Regions from separate parts of the Sus scrofa genome. Here region 1 is linked to region 2. The links are chromatin contacts, called in public HiChIP or PLAC-seq maps. All regions are on one chromosome and are shown on one strand. Each heading gives the region's core, a stretch centred on a gene start, on an enhancer-like site or on the middle of the called end of the contact. The rest is flanking DNA. Distances are from core to core; before and after follow the strand shown. Region 1 overlaps LOC102163604 (a long non-coding RNA gene). Region 2 overlaps PRR5L (proline-rich protein 5-like).

Region 1 (4,549 bases), core at 1,580-4,079, 200 kb before region 2:
ATTTAGCAAATATTTCCTGAGCACATCCATTGTGTAGACCTGTGCTGGTTCTGGGGATATAGGTCGAGCAACACAGACAAGCTTCTCCCCCTCATGGTACTTTCTAGTGGGGAGACAAACAATGACTCATTAAATAGATAAGTGTTCACATAAATTCATAAAGAAGAGTTGATATCGGGGAGTGGGAAGGAGACAAATGGGATTCTGCAACTGAGAAGAAAAGGAGGAATCTTCTTTAGAGAGGATGGCCTGAGAAAATCTAAGGAAGTGGCTTTCTTGCTGAGCCCTAAAAATGAGAAGGAGGCAATCATGTGAAAACTAGGGGAAAGAGTGCTGCGTGGGGATGGGGAGTGGAAGGGGGTGAGGAAGCAGTGTGTGCAAAGGCCCTGTGGCAGGAAAGAGCTTAGAGGACCCCTGGACCTGACGGTTGGTGTGATGAGGCACATGAAGGATTGGGAGGCAAATGACAGATGTCACTGTGCTGAGAGGCTACTGAGAAGTGACAGTGCGGAGATGAAGAGGGTGAGCCCATGCAAATGTATTTCAGACCCAACAGGACTTGCTAGTGGGTTGAAGCGGTGGGGGTGGGGCAGCGAGGTCTACACATTTGTGGTTGCAGCTGGAATTTACTGAGATGGAAGCCTGGGAAAAGAACACCAGGCCAGATTTACTGTCTGGGATGCATTGTGACGGCTGGTTTAGAGGAAGGCAAGCCCAGGGCAGTGGAGCCCAACTCGGAGCTAATGATGACAGGCCCTAGGCCAGTGACAGTGGGGATGGTCACACAGGTCCCTGCTCAACAGGCAGACAAAGGCAAGAGCCTTCTGCCTCCCCAGGTGCTGGGCACTTCTGTCTGCCAGGTGGCCGAGCGGGCCAGTCCAAGGGAGCAGTTCTTTTTGGAGGACGTTGAAGTGAAACTGCAGATGGAGAGGAGGGAAGGTGAGTGATGTGGAAAACGGGGTCACAAGAGAGCCCAGGCAGAGGCCGCAGAAATGTGCCATCTCCTGCAGTCGGCGGTGCGCCATGGAAGCGGGCGCACGGGACCCGCAGCATCTGCCAGGGACAAGGCCGACCCAAAACAGATGGCTGGACAGCCACGCCCAGGGCCCTGGCTGCCCAAAAGGTGCATGGTGGAAAAGCAGGGTGACCTTCCTGCAAGGTTAAGACGGAGAGAGGTCATGGCCAGAGCCGGCTCAGGGATTTCTGCCCTCAGTGCGGCCATCACTTCCCCTAGGCCTGGGTCCCGGGTTGCGTGGCTGAGATGAGTTCTCTTCTCCTTGGCCTCACTGTCCTCCAGCACTGTCCCTTCCAGCCTCAAAGACCAGCCAAGGCAGCAGGGAGGGGGGCTAGCCTGGCAGGTGGGGAGGAGAAGGTGGAGACCCTGACAGGCAGAAGATGTGGCTGCTGGACACAGGAAGTGTCAGTCAGTCAACCCTGGCCCCTGTCAGGCATTCATTCATTCACTCATTCATTCTTTCACTCATTCGTTCACTCATTCATTCATTCACTCACTCATTTGTTCATCATTTGTTCATTCACTCACTCATTTGTTCATTCACTCATTTGTTCATTTGTTCATTCATTCATTCACTCATTAGTTCATTCATTCGTTCATTCACTCATTCATTTGTTCATTTGTTCATTCATTCATTCACTCATTAGTTCATTCATTCGTTCACTCTTTCATTCGTTCATTCACTCGTTCATTTGCTCATTTGCTCATTAATTTGTTCATTCACTCATTCGTTCATTCACTCATTTGTTCACTCATTCGTTGGTTCACTCATTTGTTCATTCACTCATTAATTCTTTCACTCATTCCTTCAGTCACTCATTCGTTCAGTCACTCATTCATTTAGTCATTCGCTAAGTCAGTCACTCATTCATTCATGGCTCCACTCATTCAGTGCACACAGAGCATCTACCGTGACAGACAGTGTCCCAGGTGAAGGGCACCCAGTCTCTGTCCTTGAGAAAAGGTGGATCAAGGCCTGGACAGTGCTGGCCACCACGCCCTCTCGGCCAGTTCCTCCTCACCCAGTACCCACTCCCTCCAGCCCCTGGACCTCACGGTGTTTATTCTGATTGAAGCCCATTTCCTTAATCTTGTTTTATGACACTGACATGTAGGGAGAAATCAGATTATAAAGAACACTGAATGACATTTTTTCTGAGTGCGGCCTTTATGCTGAGAGCATGGAAAGTCTTTAAGTATTTTAGGCGAGGGATGGCATTCGATTCCCATTTAGAAAACACCTGCCTGCAAGGCGGAGGCGGGAGGGGGGCTGGGAGGGGAGGGTGGGAGACAGGAGGTGGGGAGAGCATTTGGAGCCTGCAGGCCCTGGGATGAGCGACGATGAGATGACAGGGCCCCTTGCCACCCCCACCTCACCCGGCACATCCACCTGCTCCCAGAAAAGAACGGAGGAGTCTTCCGACCAGGGAAGGCTGTGCCCCAGCAGAGGCAGCTCTCTGCTCCTGTTTGAAGTTTAACCGTCATTGATTGGGCAGCTTCCATTTCTCAGACACCTTCATGTATAATTAATCCCCTCCAATCGGCGTTGTCAGGAAAAATTAAACTTAATCTCTTTTTTTCAGAGTTGAAGAGACTGAGACTTGACTCTGGCTCCTTACCTGACCCAAGGGTTTAGCTAGTAAGTATGCAGTACAAGACCCTGTGGGCTCTACCAGGATAAAGCCTTATTTGGAAGAGACTCAGGTGCCGGACCCCAGGGTGGGATTTCTGGCACCCACCAGCCTGTGGGGGAAGCGTTGCAGAGGCAGTGGGTGCTTCCCAACCTGGGCCCATGGAACAGCCTTGAATGGGTTCCTTGGGCAGGCCTGCCCTGAACCTTCTCCCTCCTCTTTTGCTGCTTTGGGCCTGTGGGGGAGAGTTATGAAGGGGAGGGGGCCTGGGTCTGGGGGCTTTCTCTGCAGGAAGCTTCTCCCCTTGCCAGGTTTCTAGGAGAGGCTTGCCAGCTACCCCACCTTCCCCCCTCTTTCCCGGTCTTTGTTTCCCGTTCCAGCCCCAGTGGCCATAAGGAGAGCAACTGCGCCATCTGCTGGCCATCCTGGGCAAGCTCCGGCCGCGCCCCGGTGAGGAGTGGGTGGGAGGAAATTTCCCTGCGGAAGCGGCTTTGGGGCCTAAGAAGAATCTTGAGTCAAGAAAGGGGCTATAACAAGTGACAAGCTCTTCCACAGGGATAACCCAAGGGACAGAGCCCCATTTCAGCTGGTGGCAGGAAACTGTGCCAGTAGGAGCTCCGTGCACTCAGGTAAGGGGGATACAGCGATGAACAGTTCCGGGGGGGCGGGGGGAGGATGTGCCAAGGGGAGAGGCAAATACATAGGCAATTAAAATGCAGTGCGGTGACATGAACAGTGGGGGAAATGCAGGCAGACAAGACAGGTGATTAAGTTGACTTGCTCCAGGTCCCTGTTAGGTGCTGCTTCTGAATTCAGAGGGCGGAATACGAATTAAGCCAGGATAAAGGAAGGCATTTGGGAGAGAGGGTGCAGCCAGGCCTGGAAGTTTGTGCTGTCATCCTGCTCGGGCCCAGTGCTAGTCTCTCTTTTTCTGCCCCCTTGGGCACTTGGAGGGAATCCAGCACCGCTTCACTTGGAAATGCTGGCCCCTGCGTTAGTGGCAGCAGCTCAGAGGGCCACCCTCTGCCCTTCGCCATCACCCTGGCGAGATTCCCTCCTTCCCACACCCCTTCCTATCCGTTCCTCCTTCTGCGCAGGCAAGACTAGTGTGGTGGGGAGACTGCGGGGTGGCGCCCCTGCGGCCGCAGACCTGAAGTCAGTCACGGCCAGAAAGCACCGTGGCGAGAATGGAGAATGGTGCCAGTTGGTGCATGAGGGCCCAGCACCGGCAGATCCCTCTGCAGGTGTTAGCGTCAAGTGATCCGGGTTGAAAGGGACGCTGCTCAGGGAGACTTAGGAAGATCACTTTAAAATCAATGTTAATTCCGCTAGTCTGCCACTCTGACCAATTTGAAATATTTCAGCCATCATTTACTAATACCAGTCAGATCCTGGGTCTGTGGAAGGCGGGGCACAAATGAACACTTACTGGGGCGCCCACTGCGTGGAGTAGGAACTTTATCAGAGTTCCTGAAATCCTAACCAGGGGCCATCTCCTGAGCCAGTGGGTGTTTATTATACTGACCCCAGAGTCCTCTGATGTCCCTTAGCATCTCTCAATTCATTTATGGTGCAACTTGTTGGGACAGGATTGTGTTTCACTGTGTGCTATGCATCTTAGGTCACATGACTAGTCCAACATTGACACCAAAGCCAAGAAAGTCCTATTCTTCAGCCAAGGGGTCTACTTCCTAGCTTGCTATAAATCTAGGAGAGGCATTACCTAAGTGGTTATCTCCACTTGCAGGTGAGGTGTAAAAGCCCATCAGAGTCTTTCCCAAGAGCCCAGGTCTAACAGAAACTCAGCTTCCTGACTTACCTTAGCTCATGACATTTCCTCAAATAAAGAATGGTTCTTTGGAGTTCCCAATATGGCTCAGTGGTTAAGAATCCAACCAATATC
Region 2 (4,747 bases), core at 1,037-3,536:
GATGAAATGTCTGTTAAGAGACACAAAAATAGTAAATTGACAGGGATTATGAGTCCTAATGTCATTTTTGAAGCTTTAGCCCTTGGACAGATTTTTTTAAATTACTCAATGAATTTTATTAATTTATAGTTGTACCATGATCATCACAACCAAATTTTATAGCATTTGCCCTTGAACAGATTATTAAATTTTGAACCTTAAAAAAAAAAAAAAAAGCACTGGTAATCCCTCTACCAAAAGGTAACTACTATTAATATTTTGATGTATCATTCGCTCAGTTTTTATATGTGTGTGCATGTATGTGTGTGTAATCCCAGTTTTACTTTATAAAGGGAAAAAATAGCATATAATAATACTGCTTATATTCTGCCTTTGTCACTAAATATTATACAGTGAACATTTTTTTAATGTTCCTCAATAGTCTTTGAAAATATCAAAATTTCTATCTTTAGCCACAGTGCCTTTGCCCAAGTTCAGAACTGCATGTCTGTTAACCTACGGAGGGCTGCATCTGGGGCTCCATGTGGCCAGGGCCAGTGCTGCTCCTGCCTCCTCCCCACCCCACCCTCTCTCACTACCTTTCTGGCCCTCAGCTTGACCCTTGGCTGCCCCTCCCTGGGCCTTGTATTTGCTGGCTTCTGTCTCTCTCACTACCTTTCTGGCCCTCAGCTTGATCCCTTGGCTGCCCCTCCTCCTCCCTGGGCCTTGTATTTGCTGGCTTCTGTTTTGTCAGTCTCTGGTGCTGGCCAGAGTGAGGTCTGGAATGAGACAGACCTTGTCTGAATCCCAGCTCTACTGCATTCTAGCTGTGTGAGCGGAGGTAAGTTACTACCTCTGATCATCATGTTATCTCCCACTTTACAGAGGAGAAAACGATCATAATTTAGGTTACGTTTTTAGGATTCAAGGATGAATGCATCTCATGATTTAGCATAGTTTTTAGAATACAGTGAGAGCTCAAGAAGTAGCAGTTTTATAATTTGTGTCCAGCCCTCTCTGCCTCTATGGAGGCCACCCATGGAGCCTCGTTCATTCTTTGGTTGAGTCCAGAGCATTGACTTGAACAGAACGTGGGTCTCAAACCACTGACCTGCTGGGAGCGCTGGTAGTCCTGGTTCAGAACAGTCTGGAGATGTCCCACTGCCCTTGCTTTGATAGCTGAGGCCCCCCCAGTTGTCTGTTCCTCTGGATTTACGCCTATGAAGCCTTTTCTACTTCCTCTGTTGACAAGGCAGAGGGTACATCATGCTGAGTAGAACCAGAGGGCTTTTGGTTGGTCCAGCCAGTGCCCAGGTCTTCAAAGAAAACTGGTTGAGAGGGAATCAAGGGCAAAGCCAGTGAAGCTCAGGCAGCAGCTGGAAAAGACTGGAGGCTCCCTTGGACCTCATCTATCATGGAAAGTCCTTTGGTGGCCCCTACTATGAGGGGCGTGTTGGTCATAGGCAGTATCAGGCATTAAGTAGATAAAGTTGCACGAGGAAGCATTTGACCTGGCCAAGTTCTTCCCTTCTACTTCAGGGTCTCATTTAAAACTGTCCCTGAGGGTGGAGCCACCACTTTCCTCTTCCCCGAAACTAATTAGGAGTTTTTGACACCAACTCTCCAATTACCCGTCTTTATTGGTCTTTCTCTTGCAGCCCGGCGCCACTCCAGGGTCCGGCCCAAGGTCACACTCCTGAACTATGCTGCACCAGTCAGCCGCCCACTGAATGAGATGGCCCTGACCCCTCTGACGGAGCAAGAGGGGGAGGCCTACCTAGAGAAGTGCGGCAGCATCCGGCGGCACACAGTGGCCAATGCCCACTCGGACATCCAGCTGCTGGCCATGGCCACCATGATGCACTCAGGCTTAGGGGAGGAGGCTGGCAGTGAGGACAAGTGCCTGCTCCTGCCGCCCAGCTTCCCCCCACCCCACCGGCAGTGCTCCAGTGAGCCCAACATCACCGACAGCCCAGAAGAGCCGGAGCAGGTGGCAGCGGGCAGCCAGGAGGACTCGGAGCTGAACTGTGCTTCCCTCAGCTGAACGCCTGCCTCCGGAACCTCCTAGCCCAGGCCTGGCAACCAGGATGGAGGACGGCTCCGCCCCAGGGATCACCCGGAGGCTCTTCCTCTGGGCAGTGCTGCCCTAGGGCCTCTTCAGGTACAGGCCTAGTCTAGGTGCCGTAGGCAAACTCCCTGTCGTAAGCCTCTCTCCATTTTCATGATTCTGACCATTGCTCTGTGGCCACACAGACCCAAATGCCTAATGTCCACCTTCTGACTTTCAGCCTCGCCTGCCTGACTCACCTCACTTCCTGCTCTCTGGGCTTTTCCCCTCAGATAGGGGACTCTCCCAGGCTCCCCAGTCCCAGTGCCCCTGTGTTCCCTGAGCAGGTCATCTGAGCTACAGGAGCCACACACAAAAACAGCAAGGAGATGTTGGCGTGTGAGGTTCCCTCTGAGGTCTTGTGATACAGAGGCTGCTGGGCCTGTGTGGAGTGTGAGGAGACCTCAGCCCCTCCCAGGCCTGATTCTGGGAAGGCATCATTCATTTCAGTTACAGAATTACCAAGAGTGTCCCCACTGGTGGGTGAGGGTCTGCCCTCCTCTATATCCAGACCCTACATGCTGCCTTGGGCTTTAGCCCAGGAGGTCATAGGGCCAGAGGATCCCCGTCTTTGATGAAGCCTCAGCATTCCCCTCTCAAGCTTCTTCCTGACTCAAGGAACTCACCTCCCCGGTGGAGTAGCTATGCCTGCCTCCCGCTCTGACTTCAGAAATGGATTCTTCTCCTCTTGTGGTGGAGGGGCCAGCTGATCCCCACCAACTAGTCTGTTCCTGGATTTGACTTGAATTTTTTAAAAGTGCATCGTTTCAAAAATAAATTGCTTGCAAACATTTGCACATAGGATCGTGCACTGCTCATTTCCAATGGGATGTGTCTTCAAACCGAAAGATAAGCAGAACCCCTAGGAAAGGAGACTGGTAGTGGTCCAGGGTAAAAGTGATTGGGGTGGGCAGGGCTCAGAGGCTGTAGAGCTCCAGCAGCAGCCGGACTTGAATCCAGAACAGCCTGTGTTTGTGAGTGTCGTGGTTTACAGGAAAAGCTGCACTGAGGTAGGGAGAGTCAGCTTGCCTCATAAGCAGAGGGTTCTAGCAAATGGGATGTCTCAGTGCTGTACAGCGGGGGTGAGATGTGGGCATGAGCTTTTGGATTTTCATTCCCTGTGATTAAACAAGTGCCCAGAAGTGGCTGGAATGTCTTAACCTGTGGAGTCTCAAAATGTTCTTTGGGGCAGCAGGCTTTGGCACTGTGCTACATATATCTTCAATACTGCTCCCTCCATCTAGGTCTGGAGGTCTGGGTTTTTTTTTTAATCTCCCTTGACCCACACCCAACCCCATTCTTTCTGTATTGGTCTGTCGGCTGCACTGATAACAGCTCCAGAAAAAAGAGGAGGCCCTTGACCCAGGTGGCACCTTCTAGGTGTCCTGTTAGTCTCTGGAAACTTTATGAAATGTCAGAGATGTGAGCCAGCTTGGCTTCCAATAAGGCAGGAGGTAGCTGGGAGAGGATGAGGACAGTTTAAGCTGCCAGCAGGGGACAAGACCTTCTAAGCTCACCTAAACCTTGACAGCATTTCCCTTGTGGGTGAAGCTTTGAAACATGACCAGAGTTGTGCTTTTGATGGCCAATAATTTAGAAAATTATTTTTTGGCTTTTGTCTATTCAGGGCCGCAACCATGGCATATGGAGGTTCCCAGGCTAGGGGGTCTAATCGGAGCTGCAGCTGCCAGCCTACACCAGAGCCACAGCAATGCTGGATCTGAGCCATAGCAATGCTGGATCCAAGCCACGTCTGCAACCTACACCACAGTTCACGGCAACGCCAGATCCTTAACCCACTGAATGAGGCCAGGGATGGAACCTGCATCCTCATGGATACCAGTCAGGTTGGTTAACCACTAAGCCATGATGGGAACTCTGGAAATTTTGTTTTAAAAGTTGTTTCATTTTCATCCTTTTAAAGAGTGATGGAAGAGAAATGTCCAAAGGAGATCTTCTGAGAATATCAAACAAAAAATAATCTCTGTATATGCGCTGGATAAAAATCCACAAATTCACTAACATGCATTAGTAAATGGAACATCAGTAGGTAACCAGCATGATGATTTATTTAACCTTTGGTTTCTGTCCTTATTGATACACTTAGTACCTGGGATTAGTATTTATTGATCCAGGCAAGGTAATTAATCATGCTTGGATTTGATTTTTTAGTTTACGACATGAATGATATATATGTTTTTAAATGCTTTTTCTTTCTTTTTTTTTTGGTCGTTTTAGGGCCATACCCACAACGTATGAGGTTTCCAAGCTAGGGGTCGAATCAGAGCTGAAGCTGCTGGCTTATGGCACAGCTACAGCCACAGCAATGCAGGATCTGAGGCATGTCTGTGACCTACACCGCAGCTCACAGCAATGCTGATCCTTAAGCCACCAAATAAGGCCAGGGATCTAACCCACATCCTCATGGATACTAGCCAGGTTTGTTTCCACTGAGCTACAACAAGAACTCCTAAATGCTTGTTCCAAATACTAAATGCCCCAATAAGGACAGCAGTTAAAACACGTAAGCTCTTAGGTTGAGAATGGGAGTGTCAGTACAGACCCAACGTACTTATTTGCTAATGACTATTGGCCAGTTTACAATTTATCTTTGATGTACACCCTCATATTTGTCCAGTAACTATCTCACACTGTACACAT

Evidence for each region. HiChIP or PLAC-seq counts read pairs in DNA pulled down with a chosen protein or histone mark.
Region 1: a contact with region 2 is called in an H3K27ac HiChIP or PLAC-seq map of alveolar macrophages. The contact joins two enhancer-like sites. A contact is called at or near these places in 2 of 47 Hi-C or Micro-C datasets (embryonic fibroblasts and fetal skeletal muscle) and 1 of 2 datasets of contacts at active chromatin or transcription factors (alveolar macrophages).

The regions. Positions count from the first base shown.
Region 1 is chr2:24,841,616-24,846,164 of Sscrofa11.1, reverse strand. LOC102163604 (a long non-coding RNA gene) reads left to right here. Exons shown (of 7, transcript XR_002341511.1): 2 at 2,599-2,654; 3 at 3,027-3,275. Among named protein-coding and RNA genes, the nearest start is that of COMMD9, 25 kb to the right of the region's middle. Within about 2 kb of position 2,829, at least 17 of the 83 cell types and tissues checked have an H3K27ac peak or open chromatin away from gene starts, as enhancers often do. A contact at or near this core is called in alveolar macrophages, where this site is marked.
Region 2 is chr2:24,645,005-24,649,751 of Sscrofa11.1, reverse strand. It overlaps PRR5L (proline-rich protein 5-like), which reads left to right. Exons shown (of 11, transcript XM_021083180.1): 11 at 1,638-2,887. The coding sequence ends at 2,023. Among named protein-coding and RNA genes, the nearest start is that of TRAF6, 39 kb to the right of the region's middle. Within about 2 kb of position 2,286, at least 3 of the 83 cell types and tissues checked have an H3K27ac peak or open chromatin away from gene starts, as enhancers often do. A contact at or near this core is called in alveolar macrophages, where this site is marked.